3 separate regions of the Mus musculus genome follow, and regions 2 and 3 are each linked to region 1. A link is a contact called in public HiChIP or PLAC-seq and Micro-C data. All regions are on one chromosome and are shown on one strand. The core of a region is the stretch at or near the end of the contact, and the rest is flanking DNA. Distances in the headings are between cores, read along the strand shown.

The links. Hi-C and Micro-C count contacts between places; a contact is called where the count stands out from the background. HiChIP or PLAC-seq counts read pairs in DNA pulled down with a chosen protein or histone mark.
Region 2: a contact with region 1 is called in a Micro-C map of embryonic stem cells, with 2.0 times the contacts expected there. The contact joins two enhancer-like sites. A contact is called at or near these places in 1 of 484 Hi-C or Micro-C datasets (embryonic stem cells) and 1 of 115 datasets of contacts at active chromatin or transcription factors (pancreatic cancer cells).
Region 3: a FOXA1 HiChIP or PLAC-seq map of pancreatic cancer cells shows a contact between it and region 1. The contact joins two enhancer-like sites. A contact is called at or near these places in 1 of 115 datasets of contacts at active chromatin or transcription factors (pancreatic cancer cells) and 1 of 9 other capture datasets (adipose tissue).

Annotation. Positions count from the first base shown.
Region 1 is chr4:133,054,861-133,057,937 of GRCm38.p6, forward strand. Ahdc1 (AT hook, DNA binding motif, containing 1) reads left to right here. Exons shown (of 7, transcript NM_146155.3): 3 at 153-343. Among named protein-coding and RNA genes, the nearest start is that of Gm26615, 27 kb to the right of the region's middle. Within about 2 kb of position 1,426, at least 293 of the 459 cell types and tissues checked have an H3K27ac peak or open chromatin away from gene starts, as enhancers often do. A contact at or near this core is called in embryonic stem cells and pancreatic cancer cells, where this site is marked.
Region 2 is chr4:133,863,575-133,866,651 of GRCm38.p6, forward strand. It overlaps Rps6ka1 (ribosomal protein S6 kinase polypeptide 1), which reads right to left. Exons shown (of 22, transcript NM_009097.5): 8 at 2,788-2,825; 9 at 2,189-2,331; 10 at 1,787-1,857; 11 at 1,451-1,539; 12 at 432-496; 13 at 74-176. Among named protein-coding and RNA genes, the nearest start is that of Gm12977, 6.9 kb to the right of the region's middle. Within about 2 kb of position 1,492, at least 72 of the 459 cell types and tissues checked have an H3K27ac peak or open chromatin away from gene starts, as enhancers often do. A contact at or near this core is called in embryonic stem cells, where this site is marked.
Region 3 is chr4:133,612,441-133,615,517 of GRCm38.p6, forward strand. It overlaps Zdhhc18 (zinc finger, DHHC domain containing 18), which reads right to left. Exons shown (of 8, transcript NM_001017968.2): 3 at 2,740-2,889; 4 at 1,361-1,498; 5 at 1,199-1,247; 6 at 483-585. Among named protein-coding and RNA genes, the nearest start is that of Sfn, 12 kb to the left of the region's middle. Within about 2 kb of position 1,616, at least 147 of the 459 cell types and tissues checked have an H3K27ac peak or open chromatin away from gene starts, as enhancers often do. A contact at or near this core is called in pancreatic cancer cells, where this site is marked.

The DNA.
Region 1 (3,077 bases), core at 176-2,675:
GTAGGTAGGTACTGAGCCTCTGCAGTGGGGTAAAGTCAGATCAGGACTGGTATTTGTGGAGCATGCCCACCTGGCTCAGTTGCCCTCTGCCTGACTCCTCCGTCCATGCTCCATCTATGCTTATCTTTGGTGTGCTGTGTTTGCTTCTACAGATGGGGAGGTTGCCTGACTGTCTACCCATCGGCCTGGACCCCAGAGCCAAGCCAGCTGAGTGAGTGCCGAGGGTCCCAGGTGACCGGGGGAGTGGCACTGCTCAGGCCTCTGCAAAGACTACCCTGGAGAAGCTGATGCTGGTGGAGACAGCCCTTTCTTGCTGAGTCCAGCCTCTGCAGAGCCTGCGCAGGTAACTGTGAGCCAGTGTAACAAAGATCGCCTCTTAGCTTAGGCAGAGAGAGAGACATTAATCTAGCCTATTCGAACTCCCCATTATCCAGAGAAGGGAATAGAGGCTCATGTGGCACAGTGAGTCCCTTAGCATCCTGCCTCCTAGCCTGAGGACTCTTCCCTATGCCTCCATGACCTGGAGAACTGGGCGGAGAGATGGGTTGTGACGGTGACCAGGATTCAGGGCAGAGGTGGAAGCCAGCGTGCCTGATATATGCAGCTGACCTCCCCAGGACTCCTCTACAGAGCTGAGAGGCCATGGTAGTCCAGGTGTGATTGCATGCCCGGCAGCTGGCCGCAGGGCAGGCCATGGCAGGACCCATCTTTCTTGTGGCCCAGGTTTAGCCCACCCAGGCTCCCAGCCACAGAGGCCAGGTGGGGCTGCCCTGCCCTATAGAGGCAACTCCCTGAACTGACACATGAAGCCTCAGGCTCCAGGAAGCTCCTTAGAGTTTAGCCTGCTGGAAACCCCACCCAACTTCCAAAGGAGCATTCCTGAGGTCTGCATGGGGGTTGGGCCTCCAGGGATGGGAAGGGTGGGGAGGCAGGGCTGCAGGAGGATGTGAGGCTGTAAATGTGCTGTGCTGGGTCTGTGTGCAAGCAGGTGTGTGGGGCTCTCTGTCCTTAGTGCACAGGGTTGTGTATGCAAGAGTTACATAAGTGGCCTATGTGGGGGGAATAGTTAAGAGCTTCACATGTGTGCTGTAGTGGTGACTGCTGGCTATGGATCCTATGCAGGTGTGGGTATCCTGGGCTGTCTACCACACAGGGTACTAGTGGACCAAGACTCAAACACCCTTGGGTGGGTTTGTGTGTGCTCAGGGTTCTGAGCACAAGGTGAGGTGGCATGTGCACATGGCTCCCTTTGTGTTTTGGAGGTGGGCTGGGCAGGACTTGGGCTGCGCTGGGCTCAGCAATGCCCAGCCTTGTGGCCAAACTGCTGAAGTCACTTCCTTTTCAACAGTGACTTTCCAGGGGGAGGAGTTCTTCCGACCTGGTCGGCAGTGAGGGGCGTGGCCGAACTGGCTCTCTCTGGGGAGGGATGTGGGCGGGGGCGGGAGAGAGGTGGGAGGAGGTGCTAGTGGTACTGGAAGAGGGAGTCCTCTGGGAGACAGAAGGAAAGACAAGGACAGGAGTCTGGAAGGGCCAAGGGCAGGAGGGAATGGGGGTGGAGTGGGGCGGAAAGCACAGTCCCTGGGTGACCTCGGAGGGAGGAAGGGAGGGCTGCCAATGAGGTGACCCTCGGGTTCAGTGAGAGCTGGCAGTGGCGCCTACACACCTGGCACTCGGGGCAAGGGGCTGGCAGGGGGCGGTTCAGGAACAGACCTGCTTGCCAGGTGCCCCACTCTGGACAGGAAGAGGGTGGGCGGGGGCTGTACAAAGGAGCTCTGTGTGGCTGAGGATAGGGTAGGGTGGGGTATGCAGTGCTGTACTGTTCTGGGGTTGGGGGAGATGATGGGGGCGGGGCAGGACCAGTTCCCCTTGGGGCATCAGTGGCTCCAGGGGGACACCTAGTGGTCAGGGGAGGTAGTGCATCTTGATAACAAACTGGGGGAAAAGAGATTAGAAGTGGTAGTTGAGATAGTTGAGGAGGCCAGGGCTAGTCTGAATCTTTGGATGATGAAGCAATTTGACTTAAAGGATCCCAACAAAACCAAACTTAGGTGACAACAAAGCTGATTGGCATGGCTGTGTGTCCTTAAGGGCATGACTAAGCCTCTCTGTGTTCACATTTAAATGCAAAACAAGTGACTGGGGCTGGTGAGATGGCTCAGCAGGTAAGAGCACCCGACTGCTCTTCCAAAGGTCTAGAGTTCAAATCCCAGCAACCACATGGTGGCTCACAACCATCCCTAACGAGATCTGACTCCCTCTTCTGGTGTGTCTGAAGACAGCTACAGTGTACTTACATGTAATAAATAAATAATCTTAAAAAAAAAAAAAAAACAAGTGACTGGTCCTTCTTAGGATCTAGGGCAAGTGTCTGCTTGCTAGAAGATCTACGAATTAGGTGGGCACTAGGGGCTAAAAGGAAGGGAAGACCAAGAGAGTGAAACATGAAATTCCTGAGAGAAAGGGGGCTGGCAGTCCTGGGAGGTAACGCCTCCGTGGAGAAGAGAGGGCCTGAGGAAGGTTTCAGAGCAGCCATGTTTCCCACTGCTAAGAGCTTAAGGACATCCAGGAGCCTTCAGACTGAGGGGGCTGAGGGAAATGGGAGGGGAGTGCTCGCAGGCTGCAGAGAGGGTCATGAGGCCGGAAGTGAGAGCTGGGACTGGCAGCTTGGCTCCCCAGGGGAGGTTAGGGGTGGGTGAGAGGGGAGGAGGGCTGGGGAAGGGGTGGGGTGGTCACAGCCACAGTGGGGGAGGGTGGGGCTGGGGATCAAGGATGTGGGCTGGCGCTTCCCGGCACTCTGCTCTGCAGGTTGGGGCCCCCCTCCTAGCCAGCTGCTGTCCCTGTGGGCAAGCTCAGACACTGACCCAGAAGCAGACAAGCAGACAGAGGACCCTTTGACTTTTCATTCACAGACTTGGGCTAGATGGTACCTTTGAGAAGACGCCAAGAGAATGGCTGCCTGTTGGGGTGTGGTGGGGAAGGGAGCCAACTGCTTCCCTCAGATCCTAAGGCTGCAAAAGAGCAGTGGACAGTCGGGAGGATGTGGCCAAAGGTCTTCATGGGTGGGTGGAGCAGAAGCA
Region 2 (3,077 bases), core at 242-2,741, 810 kb after region 1:
CACCTCTGTAGCCCAGGGTTCCCCAAAGATCTGCTACCCAGCCCAAGACAGACAAGTCAGGTCAGGAACGTACCCCTGGGTGTGCGTGACGTGAACTCGGTATCAAAGTAGAAGGTGTCGTCGGGCTGGGCCACAGCCGGCTTGAAAGGGGGCTTGATCTCACGCCGGTAGAGCTTCTGTAAGGTGGGGTATATGCTCTGGTCACCATGGTGACCCCACAGCCTGCTAGCAGCCCCGACAGGAAGAGTAGAAGCTATGCTGCTCAGTGGATAACAGCAAGGGAGAGCAGCCTTCAAGGGCGTGAAGTCACCCCTCCAAGGGCATGTTAAGGGCTGCTCACCTTCTACCTCCCACAGCTGAGGCCACGGTTGGCAGGGGCCCCTCCCCCACCCTTCCTGCGTCCATCACAGGGCACAGGCACGGGCACTCACATTCCAGTCAATGGTGGAGTAGAAGATATGTCTCTTAATTTCCTCTGCCCCATCAGGGCCCGAGCCTGAAAGAAGCCAAATGAAGCCAACCTCAGACACCCATTCTGTCTTCCAGGCTCTGGACCAGCTGCTACCGTGGAGGGCAGCAGGGGTTCACCATGTCCTGCGTCAGTACCCACTACCCTGAAGCCTGGAGCCCGCTCAGTATTTCCTATGTTACGGAGCTTCTGCTGGTGTACTGAGGAAGGAGGGGCCAGGCAGGACGGGAAGCCTGTCCAAGCATTAATCCTGACAGAAGCTGGACTGACTTCTTTTGAGATCTAACAAGGGCCTTCATCCACTCCCGCCACAGGCCCCCCTCCTCTCTGCCCTTCTTTTCCTACTGCCTCTCGTCTTTATCCCTGAGACAAACGCTCATTCGATTCAACCCAGGGACCTGGACTGGACCTTAGCTGGTTGTGATCCAGATAAAGCCAGCATCCAAAAACCTCGGCAAATACTGTATACTTCACTGAACAACAGGAATGTCCTTCTCTCATCAAAGATCCCCGGGAGCCAGGGCAGAATCAGTGTCTCCACTGACACAGGAACCTGGGGCTCGGAAAGGTGGGGTCCCCTGCCATAGCGCAGGCTCATAAACCGTATTCAATCCCTCAGCAAATGTTTACAGTACTGCTGGGTGCCGGGCAGCGGGGACAGACACAGCTAGGCCTGAGACCTTTCTCGCTCCTAAGCTCCTGCGCCTTCCCTTGAGCCAGCAACCTTGGCAGAGAAGCTGTGTGGGGGCCTGTGTCCTTGTCCCTGAGGGGGTATGAATGACTCAGTTCCTGCCTTCCCCCCACACAGGTCACCCTCCCAGCACCATACATGGAACCAGAAAATAGGGTGGCCAGCAGCATTGTCTGCTCACACAAAGGACAACAGCTCCTTTCAGTCCTAGATGTGGCCCCGTGGCCTAGGCTGCAGCTGTACCCTGATCCTCACCGCCATGTCCCCTCCTCTGAGCTGGGGTTGCTTACCAAGCCGATTGGCAGGATTCCTCTTGAACAGGGCCCGCAGGAGGCTCTGGGCTTCCGTGCTCAGAAACTGGGGCATGCCTAGCTTCGCCCTGGAACAGCCACAGGTCTCATCAGGGCTGAGCCCCACCCAGGAGTCCCAGAGCCCCTTCCCTTTCTCTTTTCCAGCTCAGTCCAGAGAAGCCAGCCACTAACTCACCTCCCAGAGACATTAAGAACACTTCCCACTGGCCCTGGCAGACAGCAAGGGTCTGCAGACAGGGAAAAAGCAATTCACTGGCCCTGCAACTGGGGTGGGATTAGGGAGAACTTGGAGGGCCAGGCAGTGTTGGTGCTTACTTCAAAATCAAGGTCATGGTCTCCTTCCGGTCCTTCCCCTGGAAGGGCAGGGAGCCCGTCAGCATCTCAAACTTCGGGGGGAAAAGGAAACATATAGGTGTGGCCTTGTTCTCTGTCTCCCACACATCCCTCCCCCTCCTTCCCGGGCTACCCTGCTGCAGTCCGGGGATTCTTGCTGGCCTGTTAAGACTTTACAGTCTAAGTCTAGCTGCAGCAAGGCCTGTGCCTGCCTCTGCCCCCCTCCCAACCTAGAACCCAGGAGCAGCACTAAAGCCAGAGGAAGGAAGCAGAGGAGAGTTCCCAAGTTAGGTGAGGGGTGGTACTTCAGGCAGGTGGACTAAAGCCCGCGGCTCTTCGAGGGAAACAAAGTACAACAGTGTGCAGCAGAGCCCGGACACTCACCATCAGCACCCCATAGGACCACCAGTCTGCACTGTGGGTGTGACCCTGGCGGTTGACAACCTCGGGCGCCATGTACTCCACTGTCCCGCAGAAGGAGTAAGCCTTCTTCTCATGGTCTATGGCCTCCTTGCTCAGGCCAAAGTCTGCAGCATGGAGGGCAGAGAAGTCACTTCTAGGATCCCTGCCACGCCCACGGCTACCACACTTAGCTCCTCTGACCGGAGCCAGGTATCACCAAGGTTGTCAGTGAGAGCTCAGTCTGCTCTGAGACCTAGGGAGCCTCGAGAGATGGCTCAGCAGTTAAGAATATTGGCTGTTCTTCCAGACAACCCAGGTTCCATTCCCAGCTCCCACACGATGGTTAACAACCAGGTGCAGGCAACTCTAGCCTCTTTGGGCAACACATGCATGAGGTACAGATACAAATATAGGCAAAACTCCCATACACACACAAAAAATAACTAAGTAACAAGGCCTAGGTTTTTGGCATGTATGTAACTGGCATCGTCTCCCAGGAAACACAGCCATCAGCTGAGACCTATCAGACAGAGCCTGGTTATCCTCCCCAGAGCCCAAAGGAGCAGGTGCCCTTCACTCACCAGTGAGTTTGATGTGGCCCTCCTCATCCAAAAGGATACTGTAACAGAGAGACAGGAGTCAGGAATCCTTAGCTGCAGGCACTGTGCAGGTTCTAGCAGTAACCTTGGGGTGGAGAGACTTGGGCCTGACCAGAAGAAGGGTTTGGTCCAACTCTACTCAAGGAAAAGTGGAAGGATGGAAGCTCGGGAAAGTAACTCCTTTAGAATGGCTAGGGAACTTGTCTTTCTTTCAATTCTACTACATTGTACAGGCTGGCTTCGAACTCCTGGACTCGGCCTCTTTAGCAGCT
Region 3 (3,077 bases), core at 366-2,865, 560 kb after region 1:
CTACGCCTCTCAATGGATACACCTAGTCATGACTCCGCATCCTATGCTTGTTTTAAAACCTCTATTAATTATTTTATGCATATGGGGTCTTGCCCGATAAATGTCTGTGTACCACGTGTGTGCAGTACTAGAGGAGACCAGAAGAGGGCACTGGGTTATGTAGGACTAGGGTTCCAGGCAGTGTTGTGCAGGAGAGTACACAGCCTGGCGTTATAAGCCATCATGAGGGTGCGGAGTGGAGTGGTGGATGTGAAGGCTTGGTCGTGATTTCTGCCATTAATCTTGGATTGGACCCCTCCAGCATTATGACCCTAGGCCACATCTCTTGGTCATGCCATGGGCAATATGCATCCTAATTCTGTCACAGCAGGACCCCCAGGTCTGTGTGACATTGGGTCTGACATTAGGCTTCCACCTTGGACCCCCCCAGCGGGCAGCACTTGGCCACCCCAGGCTCCCCGGGCCTGTCCAACTTTACTCACATCTTCGTTAGTTGTCAGGTTGGAGGCCACGAGGTACGTGTGGAACCCTGAGAGGCCCAGGATGGACCAGATTGAGAAGAAGCAGATGACCAACTCCAGCACAGTGGGCCCTGTCAAGGACGCGTGCAAGAGAGGGTGGAACCCCTGACCCCTGAGCTCACCCTTCCCTGGAGCTATGTCCCTGGAAAGTGACAGGTTTGGGGACCTTTCTGTGATCCAGTCATTTCTCAGCAGAAGGGGGAGGGAGCGCCTGGGGAACAAGGCGGGCTCTGGGCTAGGGATGGCAGAGGGAATTCCAACCACAGGATCCTGGCATGGAGCAGGAAGCCTGGCATCCTAAGGAACTCGCAGCTGGTGACGTGACTCAATGGATAAAGGAGCCTGTCACCAAGCCTGACAAGCTGAGTTTGAACTTCAAGTTGTCCCCATCCCTATTCGTGTGACATGGCACATGCATGTTCCCCGCTGCAGGGTAAACAAAAATTTAATTACAAAATCCACTCTCTGCCAAGCCTCTGTAGACAGGCATTTTCCTGAGCCTGCTTGCTCTGCCCCTCTCCGTGACGATCCCTTTAGGGTCAGCTCCAGCCTGGGTCTTGACAAACTAGCGGGTAGAGTGCATTCTAGAGAATAGATAGAGCCCTACCCACTCTGGAGACCTGTCCCATGAAGAGGCCTCAATTCCCCACCCAGGGTGACCAGCCCGCAAAGGATATCTTGCTGGTGTCTTTTTCAGAGCGGAGAGGAAGTTGCTTCCTTGAGAAACTAGGAAGAAGAAAGGGACACAGCTCAGGGGGTGGGGGTGGGGGTGAGCACGGCCCTACGCTAGGGCCGAGCTCACTGGTTAGCCTTCCTCCACCCGCTGTTCCCCAACTCACGAAGGGTCAGGTGGGTGACCACGCAGGCGAAGATGAAGGCCGTCAAGAAGGAGAGGGAGAGAATAAACGCATAAAAGAAGCGGTAGTTCCGTCTCCCCACACAGTTGCCCACCCAAGGGCAGTGATGGTCAAACCGTTCTAGGAAGGGAAGGAGGAGTTAGTGGGGGTTCCCCAGTCAGCACTGCTGGGTGACTAGCCTTTGCCCCAGGCTGGCACTTGCCCCCTCCCCACCAGCTGCTCCCTTGGACACACCCTGCTTCCAGCCCTTGCTCATCAGTTCCCACCCACTGCCTGACACATTCCCTGTCTATTCTTTTAGCTCCATAGTAACTCCTTCAGATGTCAACTACAAAGCCACTCCCTTAAAAAGTCTCCTATGGTCTCAATCTAGGCAGAGGTCTCCTGGTCTGTTCTCTTGCTCTTCTTTTAGACAGCACTGCCCTTGAACAAGACATGTGCTGGCCTCAGACCCCTGCCAGAGTCTGACAGTGTCTGCTTCAAAGACTCACAGACTATGGCCTCTTACTAGCTCCATGCCAACGGCTCTGGCCTTAAGGTCTAGAGAGGGCTGGGCCGCTACGTAGCTCCTGCAGAGCTGGCACCAGAGGCCAGGGCAGAGGACTGAGCTCATACCATTGCTAAGTCCCTGAGGGTGGGAGTCACACCCTGGTAAGGAAAGTCCCTGTGGGAATCTGGGTCATGAGCCCGTTGCAGGCCTTATGCCAAAGGCTGGTGCCTCTGAGGCAGTGGGTGGGGCAGACTGGCAGGGATGAATAAGAGGCATTGAGTCACCCACTTCACGCCTGCTGTGCCGCTCTCCTCTTCAGAGGGTGCTGAGCTGGCACCATGAAGTCACTGCCCTGGGAACTGTGCACTGTCACCATGGCTCAGCTCGCTTGGGTGTCATACAGACTCTCCCTTGTGACACCCTCCCAAGGGACTGTCATGGTCTTCATCGAGCTGTATGGCGTCTGGGGAGCAGGGTGAGGGGAACAAACCAAGCTTGGTCAGGAGCCAGTCTTCAGCTCTGGTCCATGCTCTCCGCCTCCCTCCTCCAGACTCCCACCCTCCCTGCCTTCTTTCTCAGTTAGAGCACCCTGTCCTCCATGTTACAGCTCCAGGCTTCTGGGATCATGGACCTACTGAGGAGCACACTGAAGACGGGTGGGGGACGGGACGGGACGGGACACACAAGTTCAAGGTCTGTCACAATGTTCGGGATCGGTGGGATGGGATATAGACCAGCGCTGGGCCAAGAGATGCCACTGCCTTCCCACTCAGTCCTAAGTAAGTCAGATGCTGTCTGCCTTGCCCCACATGTGACTTCCTGCATCCAAGACTCAGTCTCTCCGGGCTTTTTGAGGCCCACCCCCACTCACCCACACAGTTGTCGCAGACACTGCAGTGCGAGGTCCGGGGAGGCCGAAACATCTTACAGGTGAAGCAATACTTGAGTTTCACTGTCTGCCCGTTGATCATCACCTCCCGAGTCCGAGGGGGCGGTCGGTATGTGGAGCTGCCTGTGTTATCTGAGGGTGTGAAGAGGGAAAATGAGGGCACCCCAGACGGCCTATGGCCCTCGATAGTGGGAAGCCACAGCTGCCTGACCAGGACAGGAGGCACCACAAGGAGAGTATGCCCAGGAACATGGGAGGTGGGGGAGGGGCGCTAATGCAGAGACACACATCCAGAACCCAGCACTCCCTTCAGGCACAGG